Regions from separate parts of the Mus musculus genome. Here regions 2 and 3 are each linked to region 1. The links are chromatin contacts, called in public promoter capture Hi-C maps. All regions are on one chromosome and are shown on one strand. The core of a region is the stretch at or near the end of the contact, and the rest is flanking DNA. Distances in the headings are between cores, read along the strand shown. Region 1 holds the start of Col11a1 (collagen, type XI, alpha 1). Region 2 holds the start of Amy1 (amylase 1, salivary). Region 3 holds the start of Rnpc3 (RNA-binding region (RNP1, RRM) containing 3).

Region 1 (3,828 bases), core at 899-3,398:
TGTAAGACAGCAATAACTCTATTCACTCAAGACATTTTTGCCTGAAAGAACCCTTTCACAAGCAATGAGGTCTGAGATGTGAGCAGAAGGCAGTGCCTGGATCCTTCTCACCTAGAATAGGACCATACATGCCACAGAGCTCTCAGTATACAGGAGAGTGAGGGGAAAATAATTTAGAACACTAGATATGTTGCTGTAAGCTCTGTCACTGGCCAGCTCACAAGTAAGTATTCCTAAATTAATATGTATTCATTTCACATTTTATGTTTAAGTAAGGACCTAGAAAATGATTTTTACATGCAGAGAGAATTGGACAGAAAAGGCAAGTATAGGCGAAGCCACAAATACATACACAATTTCCACCTGAAAGTAAGAGGCATAACAAAGGTGTTGAATTACTTATATTTCAAATGTAAGATCTTTAATTTGTATTTAGACATTCCAGGTTCAAATACAATATGTTGGTAAACTATATTGGTAAAATATGTTAATAGATTGAAGAGCTAGTTGGCCCTATTTCTCTTATAAATGGCATCTCAAACATTCTGCTGGCCTCATTTCAAGAAATAAATAGGTCTTTTTGTTTGTTTGTTTGTTTGTTTGTGTTTTAGACTGTAATCCCAAAGAAACTTTATGATTAGGAAATCGTTCTTTGGTGCAGAGAATAACATTTATGTAGAAATATTTCTAGTTGCTTTTAGTATATTCTACTTCTGATTTTTTATCAATTTCCAGCTAGTTTGCCAACTATTAAACCATATGAAGACATTTTATATAGTCCAATTAGTCATGTCTTAACGGATCATTTAGAAAAGACCCCATGGTTTAAAGCTTAGCATCAAATAAAGACTTGAACGTGCACGCTTGATAAGCCTAATTGAAGGCCCTTAAGCACTGATATGACTGAAATGCTAACAGTAAGTCCTGCCTTCTAGTCTCTGTGTTGGTAGAGAAAATGAACGTGTTCCTTCAAAGCTTCTCTATGGAGTGGGTAATGTATGCTGGTACCCTGTTGGACACTTCCTACTTCTGTCCATTGCTGGACATTGGACATGGCACTCACTGTGGGAGAGACACGTTTCAGAAATGATTTAAAACACAAAAGACCAATCAGGAGGATGGAGGAATTCAAATATGCAGAAAACTGACCAGGGAATCAAATGTATAGATTTAAGAGATACACTGAGGAGGAGATGGGTTTCTTAGAACCACTTCCCTCTTGTTAGACTTTGCTAGTGGAGTGACCACGTTTTCAGCCCCAAGGCTCAGGGCCAGGCCAGGCCAGTAAAGAAACTGACTGGATTGGTTGGAGAATTCTGCAGGCAGCTTTCCTGTCCTTCTCTATTCCCTGCTTCTCCCTTTCATCCAGTATCAGGATTTGCTGGAAAAGCAAGTGACTGATTCCCTTAGTTTCTACTGCTATGGGTTCTTGGTCTTTCCTCTTTTCTTGCAGACAAGCCCCTCAGTGAGCTCTGGGCAGTCTTTGAACATTTGAGAAGCTTAACTTTCATCTCACCAACTAGATTTTGCCTACAAGATGAGGATTTTGATCTTTAGAGTTCCTTCATGCCACCTTCGTTAGTCTCTAGTTTAAAAATATTAGTAAAACACTTTTGGATGCAGGCAGCACAGAGCCCACTGGTTCCTGATTCCATGGCTGCCTTAGGAAGCAAGGTTTTTGGAGATGGATAAAATTACCGCTGCCAGTCCAGGACTCCAGCCGTGGGGCCAGTGAACATGCTGGTCTTCTCCCCTCTTTCCCCTCCCACCTCCGAAGAAAGGGGGGGGGGGCTCCCGGACTGGTGCGAGCAGAGTGCTTGGTTTTTATTGAATACAGAAGCTACTCGAACGTCCCGTGTGCTGCGGGGCTGTCCTGCAATTCCTTTCATTCCCAAAGTGCAGGAGTCCAGCTTTGGTCCCGCCTAACTCCCTCCCATTTCTTTTCAGGGGATTTGAGGAGGGGGGGAAGGAGAGGGAAGATGAAGGGTGGCTGGTGGGCTGGGCCTGCACAGAAGTCTGGATCCTCCAGGGAGAGACTGGGCGGGTTCAAGGCTGCGGGGAGGCCTGTGATTGGGTATGACCTTCAGTCGGCTTGTCAGTTTCTCGGGCACACAGGAGGCGGGAGGAGTGGGCGGAGGAGGGGGCTGCGCGAGCCTCTTGTCCAGCCCACCCACAGCATGAAGCCTTTAGGGGTGCTCAGTGCTTTCGGCTTTTTTTCTTGAAACCCTTCATCTGCCCTCAGTCTGAAGGCAGGGTCAGGCGTAGGACGGGTCCCGGGGTCGCAGTCTCCTGCGGGCCACCCCAAAGGGAGAGGAGGGGGCGAGAGACAGGAAGGAAGCAAACCATCAAATTGGAAAAAAAAAAATTAGAGCCCTTTGACTTTTTTTTTTTTTACTCCCTTTCCCTTCCGGATGGCTGTGTAGCGAACGTAGGCGACACCTTGGAAGGGACAAAGTTGGTCTGCAGTGGCAATTTCGTGGGTTCACAGTCGTGAGCGTGGGGCTTGGAGATGGAGCCCTGGTCCAGGTGGAAAACGAAACGGTGGATCTGGGATCTCACCATCTCAACCCTCGCCTTGACTTTTCTCTTCCAAGCTAGAGAGGTCAGAGGAGGTAAGGAGGAAAAAAAAAAGTTTGGGGAGGTGGGACATTGCCACCCGGCTTTCTTCTTTTTTGTGTGTGCTCTTCTCCCTTGTCGTCTCCCCACTTCTTTTAAATAAAATCCAGATTGTAGTTGCTACCGGGTTAAGTGTGGAAACTGGAGAGACAGGGAGATGGATGTAGGCGGGACAGTAATGGGCTAGGAGGTAGGTGGCAGGATTAAAAGATCTGTCAGGCACCGGGCAGGCTGAGAAAGCCCATCATCCCTTCTCATTTTCTTTGCAAAAAGAAAAAAAAAATTACCTTGAACAGGAAGGCAGTGGTACAAAGCTTTTGTTTCAAGAACAGTCTTTACTCAGAGTCCTCGGTCCTTTGAACCAATCTTTGGGTTTCTTCGGGTTCTAAAGGAGATATCTTTTGAAGGGTGACCTGAGGAGAAAATACTGAGAAAGAGTATAAAGTGAACTGTGATAAACTTCTTTGTCTGCAAGGAAGTGAAAAACGGGCTGTTTTTACTTTGGAGGATATAAGAGAAACCAGCGGGGATGAAGCTAGAAGATTGAGAGCACTTTGTGTGTGGCATTTTGAAATGTTCTCAGAGGAACACATTTCCCAGACGATAAAGTGGAGTTCAGGAGTGCTCGGGGCAGAAGGGGGGGGGGCAGTTTCTCCTGATGATTACCCCCCTCCTCTCCGTGACACCCTCATCCTCGCTCATCCCTTGTCCCCTCCAAACAGCTTATTCTTGCAGGTTGGACCTACAACTCTCTTGGAGGGCGAGGAAAGTCTCCAAGCAAATGGGGTGGTGGGCAGACGACTAGGGATAGGGAGGAAGAGGAGGGGGCCTGGGATAGGAGGGGGAAGGTAAGGAAAAGTTCCTACGTGGCACTACCAAATATTGAATGGCCAGACCTGTGTAGCTGACTGTAGCCCTGTCAGTACCGGAGGAGGGAGAGCGACTTCACTCCTCCCTCCGCTTGCCTCCTCCCTCCCCCGCCCCCGCCCTTTCCCGAAAAGGCATCTGGCTGCAGCGGTCCCTTAGGTGCTGTAGACTCGGCTGGCAGGAGAAAGCCCTTTGAGTTGGTGAGCCTGAGCAATTCACAGTAGAAAACAAGCTTTGTCAGGACTGCAGAGAGAAGCGGGGAATAGAGAGGAGAGGAGAGAATGGGGTTGGAAATGCCAACCCAACTCTGAAAGCACAGGTTTCGTAGAAACCTGAGCCTGGCCT
Region 2 (3,828 bases), core at 934-3,433, 460 kb before region 1:
AGGGCTGAGAATAGGGACTTCAGAATGCTCAGCCCTAAACAGGACATCTTTATTACCCACAATGTTCTCTCCAGAGAACATCATGAGAAAGGGTTTGAGAGAATCTTCAGAGCTTGGCCCCGGAAAGATGTCTATTCAATTAACGTAACCAAAAATGTGGATATAGGACTAAGAGAAGATATAAGGGAAGGGAATATGATCATAATATCTTGTAAGATACTCTAAATAAAAATAATATCAAATAGAGTTAAGGATGCACTTTAGTGACTAAACCTGTTACATTTTCATGGCTTTGAGTTATAGTTATACATACATACATATATGTGTGTGTGTGTATGTATACATATATATGTGTGTGTGTTTGATTATATATTATTATATGAATATGTATTATGTTACTATGCAATAAAAATATATAACTTTGATAGCATCCTAACAACATATCAGTTCCTCTCATGAAGTACACATATTTCAATTTTCAATAAAGCATATATTTATTACTATTTTGTATTATTAAAATACTAATATACAATGCATACTTATGAAAACCAATTATTGTTTGTTATAATGTGTGTGTGTGAGAGAGAGAAAGAGAGAGAAAGATAGAGAGAGAAAGAGAGAGAGAGAAAGAGAGAGAGAGAGTATGTGTGTGTATTATATGGTTTTTGTTCCTCATCATAACTCCTTTTGGGGACTTACATTTCTTTTCCTGTAGTGATTCACAAGATATATGGTATGCTATTGTGAACTATATTCACCTATATATTATGGATAAAAATTACAAGATTATCAAAAACTCTAGATGGAAATGCTGACAACCCTAATGTGGATAGTGTTTGAATACTATTGAATTGCCAAGTGATATTCCATAAATATGCATAATGTGAATTAAAATTTGAAAGAAGAAAAATTAAAAATCTTTTCTAATATTAAGAAATAAAACAAAATTATGCATAATATCCTCAAAAGTAGTTTCTTAGCAATGTTATAAAATAGGTGTTACTATTACAGAGAGAAAACTCTAATATAAATTCAGGATTCCTCTTTACACTCCAGCTTTTATAAATTTAGGCATTTAGCTAAAACCCTTCTTATGGATATCAAAGTCAGATAATTTAAAGACACTACTTAAATAAAAAAAAAACACACACAGTTAATTTTAAATTATTTCTCTACTCTCCCTGTTTGCATATACAAATAAATACTAATTATTTACAAAATTATTTTCCTTGTTATATTCTTCCTAAAATTCATGACAAAATAAGACATTATAAAATACAAATTATTTAGCAGTGGTCAGTAAGAGACAGCATATGTATTCTTGCCATTTGTAGTTAGTAGCCCAGAGGAGACATAGTTAAGTATCTTTATAGTGAAAAATGTACTGGGAATGTCATTAAAATATTATAGTTTCTTTAATGACACATCTTCACATGTAGTTTTATCATGTTAACATTATCTCTAGTGTTGAAAGCTTCTGTATTTTATTTTAAGTTTTTTAAGTTCTAAAGTATTAGGAAGATATTTCACGTGAAGGTAATCAAGTTATAGTTGCTTTACTTAAAACAATTCATAATTCATCTGAGTTTTACCTTGTATTATCTCTCAAAACAGTAGTCATTTACCCACAGGGAAAAAATACCAACTTAAGCTTAGCATAAGTTGCATATGAAGGCTAGAGAAAGACAAAGTTTAGCGAGTCTGCCTACCACATATCTAAAATAAGTTTAGAGCCAAGGCTCAGTACTCATTCCAAAACAAATAGTACAGACTGTGCTGCTGGGCAAGCAAACACGATCTGTCAACAAACCCACAAAAGACCTTGAAACCCTGAAGCCCTAAATAACAGAGATCAAACCATTAAAAATAAAAATAAAATAAACCTCTAATAAAGTACAAAAAGGGATGAAAGAAAAACAAAACCATATATCTTAAAAGTAACTTACTACATCAACTTGTATAAATCAACAACCATCCAAATCTAGAGTTTAGTATTCGTCAAATACAAAACAATAGAAATCTCACCATTTGGTTTCAATTTCTCTTTCGTTCAAACAAAAGGCCAGATTAAACGTTTTTAGGAATTCGTATCCTTTCACTATCCTCTCTTTCAAACCTTATGTAATTCTCCAAATATGGATTCTGTCAGCACTGTGATCTGAGCTCCACAGTGACCTATGATGGACTGGGCACCACCACCCTGGTGTCCTTTGGAAACCACTGCCTTCCCTTGGCTGCTGCTTTATAACCTCCTCTATTGCAACATAATTCATCACTTTGCTTTCTCAATACACAACAACCTCTTCTACTTTCAACTTTTTCTCTAAATCACTTATATACAATATAGGGGTTAAAGGCTTGTAAAATAAGTTTAAAGATCACATTATTTTATCGAGCCAAATTCAATCAATAAAAAAATGAGAACATAATGGGAACAAATTCACTTAATCAAAGGTCTATTATTAGGTCTGCGTTTATCATCTTCTACTCCTGTTGAGTGTAATTACTTGTTTTCATTATATAACTTTCAAGTGTGCTCTTAAGTTGCTAGTATGAGATCTTACGTAGGCACTTAGTGGTATAAGCTTTCCTCTTACCACCACTTTCACTGTGTTCCATAAGTTTGGGTATGCTGTGTACGCATTTTCATTGAATTCTAATAAGTACTCCATTTCTGTCTTTATTTTAGTCTTGACCCAGTTTCCCTTCAGTAGCGAAATATTCAGTTTCCATCAGTTTGTAAGATTTCTGTTGGTTCTGTTGCTGGTTGTCAGATAGGATGCAGGGAATTATTTCAAAACTCTTATATCTACTGAGACATGTCCTGTTTCCAACAGTATGGTCAAATTTGGAGAAATTTCCATAAGGTGCAGAGTAGAAGGCATTTTCTTTTGTGTAGGTAAAATGTTCTACAAATATCACTAAGGTCCATTTGGTTTATAATACCTGTTAGCTCCAGTATTTCTCTGTTTAGTTTTTGTCTGGATGGCTTGTTCCTTGATGACAATGTGGTATTAAAGTCTCCTACTCTCAGTGTGTGAAGGTCAATATGTGATTAAGCTGTAGTAGTGTCTTTTTTTATAAACTTGGGTGCCCTTGTGTTTGGAGCATAGATGCTATGAATTGAAATGTAATCTTAGTGGATTTTCCTTGTGTTCTGTTGGTGAAGCTTGCCTCTGTAGTTACTGTTCAAATTCCTAAATTTTTCACTTCCTGAATTCCCCCAGTTTTGTTTCTTTATTGATTCTCTTTACAATTTCATGACTTGAACAGTTGTATTTATTTCTTTACACTGTTGTGGATTTCTTGGATTTTGTCAAAGGATTTACTCATTTTCTCGTTAAGAATCTGTATCATATTCATAAAGTTAGTTTTAACATCTTTTTCTTTTGTTTCAGTTATGTTGGAATATTCAGGGCCTGCTATGGTAGGATAGCTGGGTTCTATGGAGACATATTGCCCTGGCTATTGTCGATTGTGTTTTTAATGCTAGCAACTAAGCATCTGGGTTTGGATTGATTTTATGTTTAGGTGCTCACATCTTGATTTGTCTTTCTTGGGTGGGTGTTTTGTTCTGTAGTTTCTTTTTCCTCTCATACTTTTCAGAGAATTTGATGGTTGCATGTTGCCTGCTTTCCTGGCCTGTTCATCTGATGTGTTCACAAAGGATGCCTGCTGATTCTGGAGACTGGGTAATTGGGATGAGTTGGGAAAAGAAAGGTTCGAGGATAAGGTCTTCTTGATCCTGGGGGTGGGGTCAGAGAGGAGACTACAGCAGGTTTCGAGCTACAGAGCTGGAGATGAGACTTGGGGATTGGATTTCAGGAG
Region 3 (3,828 bases), core at 762-3,261, 400 kb before region 1:
ACTTAATAATCTACGGTTCTCAAGTCTCAGTATCTAAGCACTGGAGAAGCTCTGATATCTGTCAAGCCAATTGTGACCTTTTGGGAAAACTCTTGGGACACAAATGATTTTGCTTTTAAAAAGGACAGTTTATTATTACTTGTCACTTTTGTCCTAAGATTGGATAAGAAATCTCTGAAAACTTTAACAATAAAGAAAAAGACATACCTTTATTGCTGCTTTTTCATTAGGGAAAGTAGCAAATGCTGTGTGTTTCTGAAATAAAATTAAGGCACATATTATTTCCAGTGTTTCAAAAGTCTAATAAAAAGTAACATTTTAAAAACATGCAATATATTAATGAAAGTATCGGAAAGGATGGAAATTTTAGACTATTTAACTGATCACTAGTTTCAGTCTAGAGGTTCCGAATCTTCTAGGGTCAGACTTCTTGGACTTGCACGCTCTTCAGCTTTGCCTCTCAACATAAATGAATAAGGACAAACACAATATATTTTATAATAGCAAAGAGTTCAACAGACCACAATTTTTAAAAAAACTCTCTACTCCTGGGGACCAGAGAGATGGGACAGTGGTAAAAGTCAGTAGGGCTCTTACCAAGGGCATCATTGGGAAGATGTCCCAATGTCCATGTTCAGCAACTTCATAACCACCTGTACTCCTACAAACCCCCAAAATATACACAAATGTACAACATAATTAAAAGTATAATAAATCTTAAAGCATCTCCTCTTTCCAAAAAAGATCACTCTTAAAACATTTAGGGCTGGTGAGATGGCTCAGCGGGTGAGAGAACTGACTGCTCTTCCAGAGGTCCTGAGTTCAAATCCCAGCAACCACAAGTTGGCTCACAACCACCCATAATGAGATCTGAAGATAGCCACACTGTACTTACATATAATAAATAAATAAAACCTTAAAAAAAAAAAAAACCCTCAGCATAGCCTTTCTAGACTGTGAGTTTCATGTCCACACAAAAGTGATGCATGGAGAAGCTTGATTCATTATTAAAATGAAAAATTTATACATATGGAATACCCTTTTTCATCTCACTCAAAAGTCTTTTCAGTCTATACAAGATAAAATTTAAAATCATTTACTAACAGTGAAATCACCCCTCAAGGTGCATTGTCTCTTTTTGCTTTGTTTCTATAATTTCAGTAATAAGTCTAATTTTCTCATTTGAATTCTATTTTGAATACCATCCTGAAAAAGGTGAACAAATTATATTACTGGTAAGTTTGAGTTGTTTATTAGAACTCTGAATTTGTCCAATCTGATTCAAGGAGAGCCTACTGTATTTAGATTGAATTAAGGGATATTTGTATTTGCATTTTGTTAATCTATTAAGTCTATTACACTCAAATTTTTGCTATTATGTATATCCTGCTCTACAACCCAGGATTTAAAAGCAATTTTTTAAAATAAAAATACAAAACCAAAAACCTTGCATACGACTATGAGAATCTAACAGAAACAGTATTTTCAAGTCTAGGCTAGTTTTGAATTCGACCGGGCGGGTGCGCTCGCCGGTAGAAACCTCTACACAGTCCCTGCGTGGCTCAGCCTTAATCTAACTGGCTCAAGGTTCAATTCCATGCTCGCCTCTCTGGTAGGCAAGCTGCGCAGGCGCAGACCGCGAGCCTAGTCCTGTTTCTCCCGGTCCTAGCGGCCCGGCTCCGCCCCGCCCCGCCCCGCCCCGCCCCGCCCGCTGCGCACGCTTACCAGGCGCCCCTTATCTGACAGGACGCGCACCGACTGCGCCCCGAAGTACTTCAGTAAGTCCTCCTTCTCCTCAGCCGTCAGCTCGGCCGGCAGGTGCCTGACGAGGAGGGTGCGGTCTCCCCGGGGCGGAGAAAGCGAAGCGGAGCCTGGGCCGCCTCGGGACAGCGGCATCGGCGGCTCAGGCCCCGCCATCTAGCTTCCCTGCAGAAGCGGCCAGAGACGGAACCTCCGCGCAAGCTTCCGGCCGAACTCCCGCAGTCACCGAGGCTGAGCGGAAGATAGTTTCCGCTTCGCGCTAAGGATTCTGGACGCAGGGAAATCCCGCGAGAGGAGAACTCCTCGCGAGAATGGCCTCCGGGAGAGTCGCTCTTCTCTTTTCGGGACTGTTGCGGGGGAGAGCGCCTAGGAGTCGTGCTTTAAGTTTAATGAGAGGTTGTAATAAAATAAAGACTGAAAGAGACGCCACTGTTAGAAGGACAGCAATCTCATCGAAGAACGTCAGTCATGCAAAAGAAAAATACTGTAATCCCAGGGATCAAGTACTGAAGGAACCGTGCAAGGGCTGTTGCTCCCTGGGCTCTTAATCCAGATTTTTCAGAAAGTGAATCTGGCTGGTGAATGGAGAACGCTCGGGAAATGTCAAGTGTGTTCCTAGCATTTAGGACTGGTGAAACACAAGTCTCCAGCCTCAGATTCAACAGTGCAGGCGAGAGAGCACGCCGTTATCAGTCGGCAAATACAGGCTGAAAGTTCTCGCCACGGTTTGTTTATTAAACAAAATTGGCTTCTTCCATGAGTAAATACCTAAAAATGTGTTAGCGTACGTATTCATGGATGTAAGTTCTCTTCTCACCACCTCACGACTGAGAGTACTGACGTAGATTAAGACTCATTGCTAACCAATAGGTGAGATCTGAGCCCTTGCACCCAAGTTGGAGTCTACACTGTTGTGACTAAGATTCGGCCCTGGTGGTCTAAAGTAATATCCCTTACAGATTAATCAAGATGTGTATGCTCACTCCGTAGTCCTAGGGTGTCTTTTACTTCTAATTTGCTTGATGGATATGAGCCAGTTAGTACACAGTACTTCAAAGATCCGCTTTGAGGAAGCATTGCATGGGGAGATAAATTACCAAAATATTGAGTGACTAGAGACAGATCTTGTGAACCTTAGAGGTTTGTTAGGAACCTTGCTCATGGGAACAGAAGCCGACAGACTTAAGAGTGTGTGGAAGGAATAGTTAAATTTTACGTTTAAAAATCTCTTTGATTTCACTATGAGTAATATAGCAGAAACCGGGCATGGTGGCACACACCTTTCATTCTAAGTTCCCAAGAGGCAGAGACAGATGCATCTCAAGTGATTTTGAGGCCAGCGTGGGTGACACTGAGTTCCAGGACAACCAGAGCTATGTAAAGACACAAAGGAAAGGAAGAAAGAAAAGAAAAAGTGGGGAGCACTCAGAGGAAATCTAGTTCCGTTTCACATCAAATTATTAGTTCACAAGTGTGAGGCTATAAAACAATATGCCTCCCCTCCACACACCAGTACAGTATTTATGGGAGCAAATATCTATCATAAGCTCTTAAGAAAGTGCATCAGTTTTTGTGCCTTGGTCAATAAGTTTATTGTCTTTATTTAAAAAAAAAAAAGCTTAATAGAAACTTGCTTTAGCTCTCAGCAGCTCATTTCTGAGCTGTGAGGAAGTGTGCCCTTCTTCTGAGCAACCCAATATTTCTTCTGCAACATTTTGACCCATGATGTGCTTCTGATGTACATCTGCATTGAAATCCTTGCTTTCAAAATAAAAACCAGGGAATTGTTTAGGTCTATGAGGGATAGACAAGCCTCCATTCACATCTCCCTTCAGGGTACCACTGTAATTTGGGCAAGACCTGCATCCAAATACCAAGTGCAGGTGCCAAGCATTGATAGTCTTATCAATGCTTTCCACATTGTATTCATCTTTAGTCACCTCCACCTGACCTTCATAGATCTTGTACATTCCAAACCTATTGCAAAGCCTGTGGGCCAGCAGCAGGCCAGTATACTAGGCTACAGCATAATTGGTGAGGCCAACTTTCACCTGTATTTTGACAGTT

What was found. Promoter capture Hi-C pulls out the DNA fragments that hold promoters and counts their contacts.
Region 2: a contact with region 1 is called in a promoter capture Hi-C map of hippocampal neurons, with 3 times the contacts expected there. The contact joins the promoter of Amy1 here to the promoter of Col11a1 in region 1. A contact is called at or near these places in 7 of 39 promoter capture datasets (the 3T3-L1 cell line, 3T3-L1-derived adipocytes, the C10 cell line and 3 more) and 1 of 9 other capture datasets (adipose tissue).
Region 3: a contact with region 1 is called in a promoter capture Hi-C map of neural stem cells. The contact joins the promoter of Rnpc3 here to the promoter of Col11a1 in region 1. A contact is called at or near these places in 17 of 39 promoter capture datasets (the 3T3-L1 cell line, 3T3-L1-derived adipocytes, the HPC-7 cell line and 10 more), 1 of 15 datasets of contacts at CTCF or cohesin (the NIH/3T3 cell line), 16 of 484 Hi-C or Micro-C datasets (the 3T3-L1 cell line, cerebral cortex, cranial neural crest and 7 more) and 19 of 115 datasets of contacts at active chromatin or transcription factors (the NIH/3T3 cell line, astrocytes, craniofacial prominence and 10 more).

The regions. Positions count from the first base shown.
Region 1 is chr3:114,028,392-114,032,219 of GRCm38.p6, forward strand. It overlaps Col11a1 (collagen, type XI, alpha 1), which reads left to right and starts at 2,149. Exons shown (of 67, transcript NM_007729.3): 1 at 2,149-2,612. The coding sequence starts at 2,510.
Region 2 is chr3:113,572,579-113,576,406 of GRCm38.p6, forward strand. Amy1 (amylase 1, salivary) reads right to left here and starts at 2,184. Exons shown (of 11, transcript NM_007446.2): 1 at 2,026-2,184.
Region 3 is chr3:113,628,138-113,631,965 of GRCm38.p6, forward strand. It overlaps Rnpc3 (RNA-binding region (RNP1, RRM) containing 3), which reads right to left and starts at 2,012. Exons shown (of 15, transcript NM_001038696.1): 1 at 1,726-2,012; 2 at 208-255. The coding sequence starts at 1,917. It also overlaps the pseudogene Gm17954.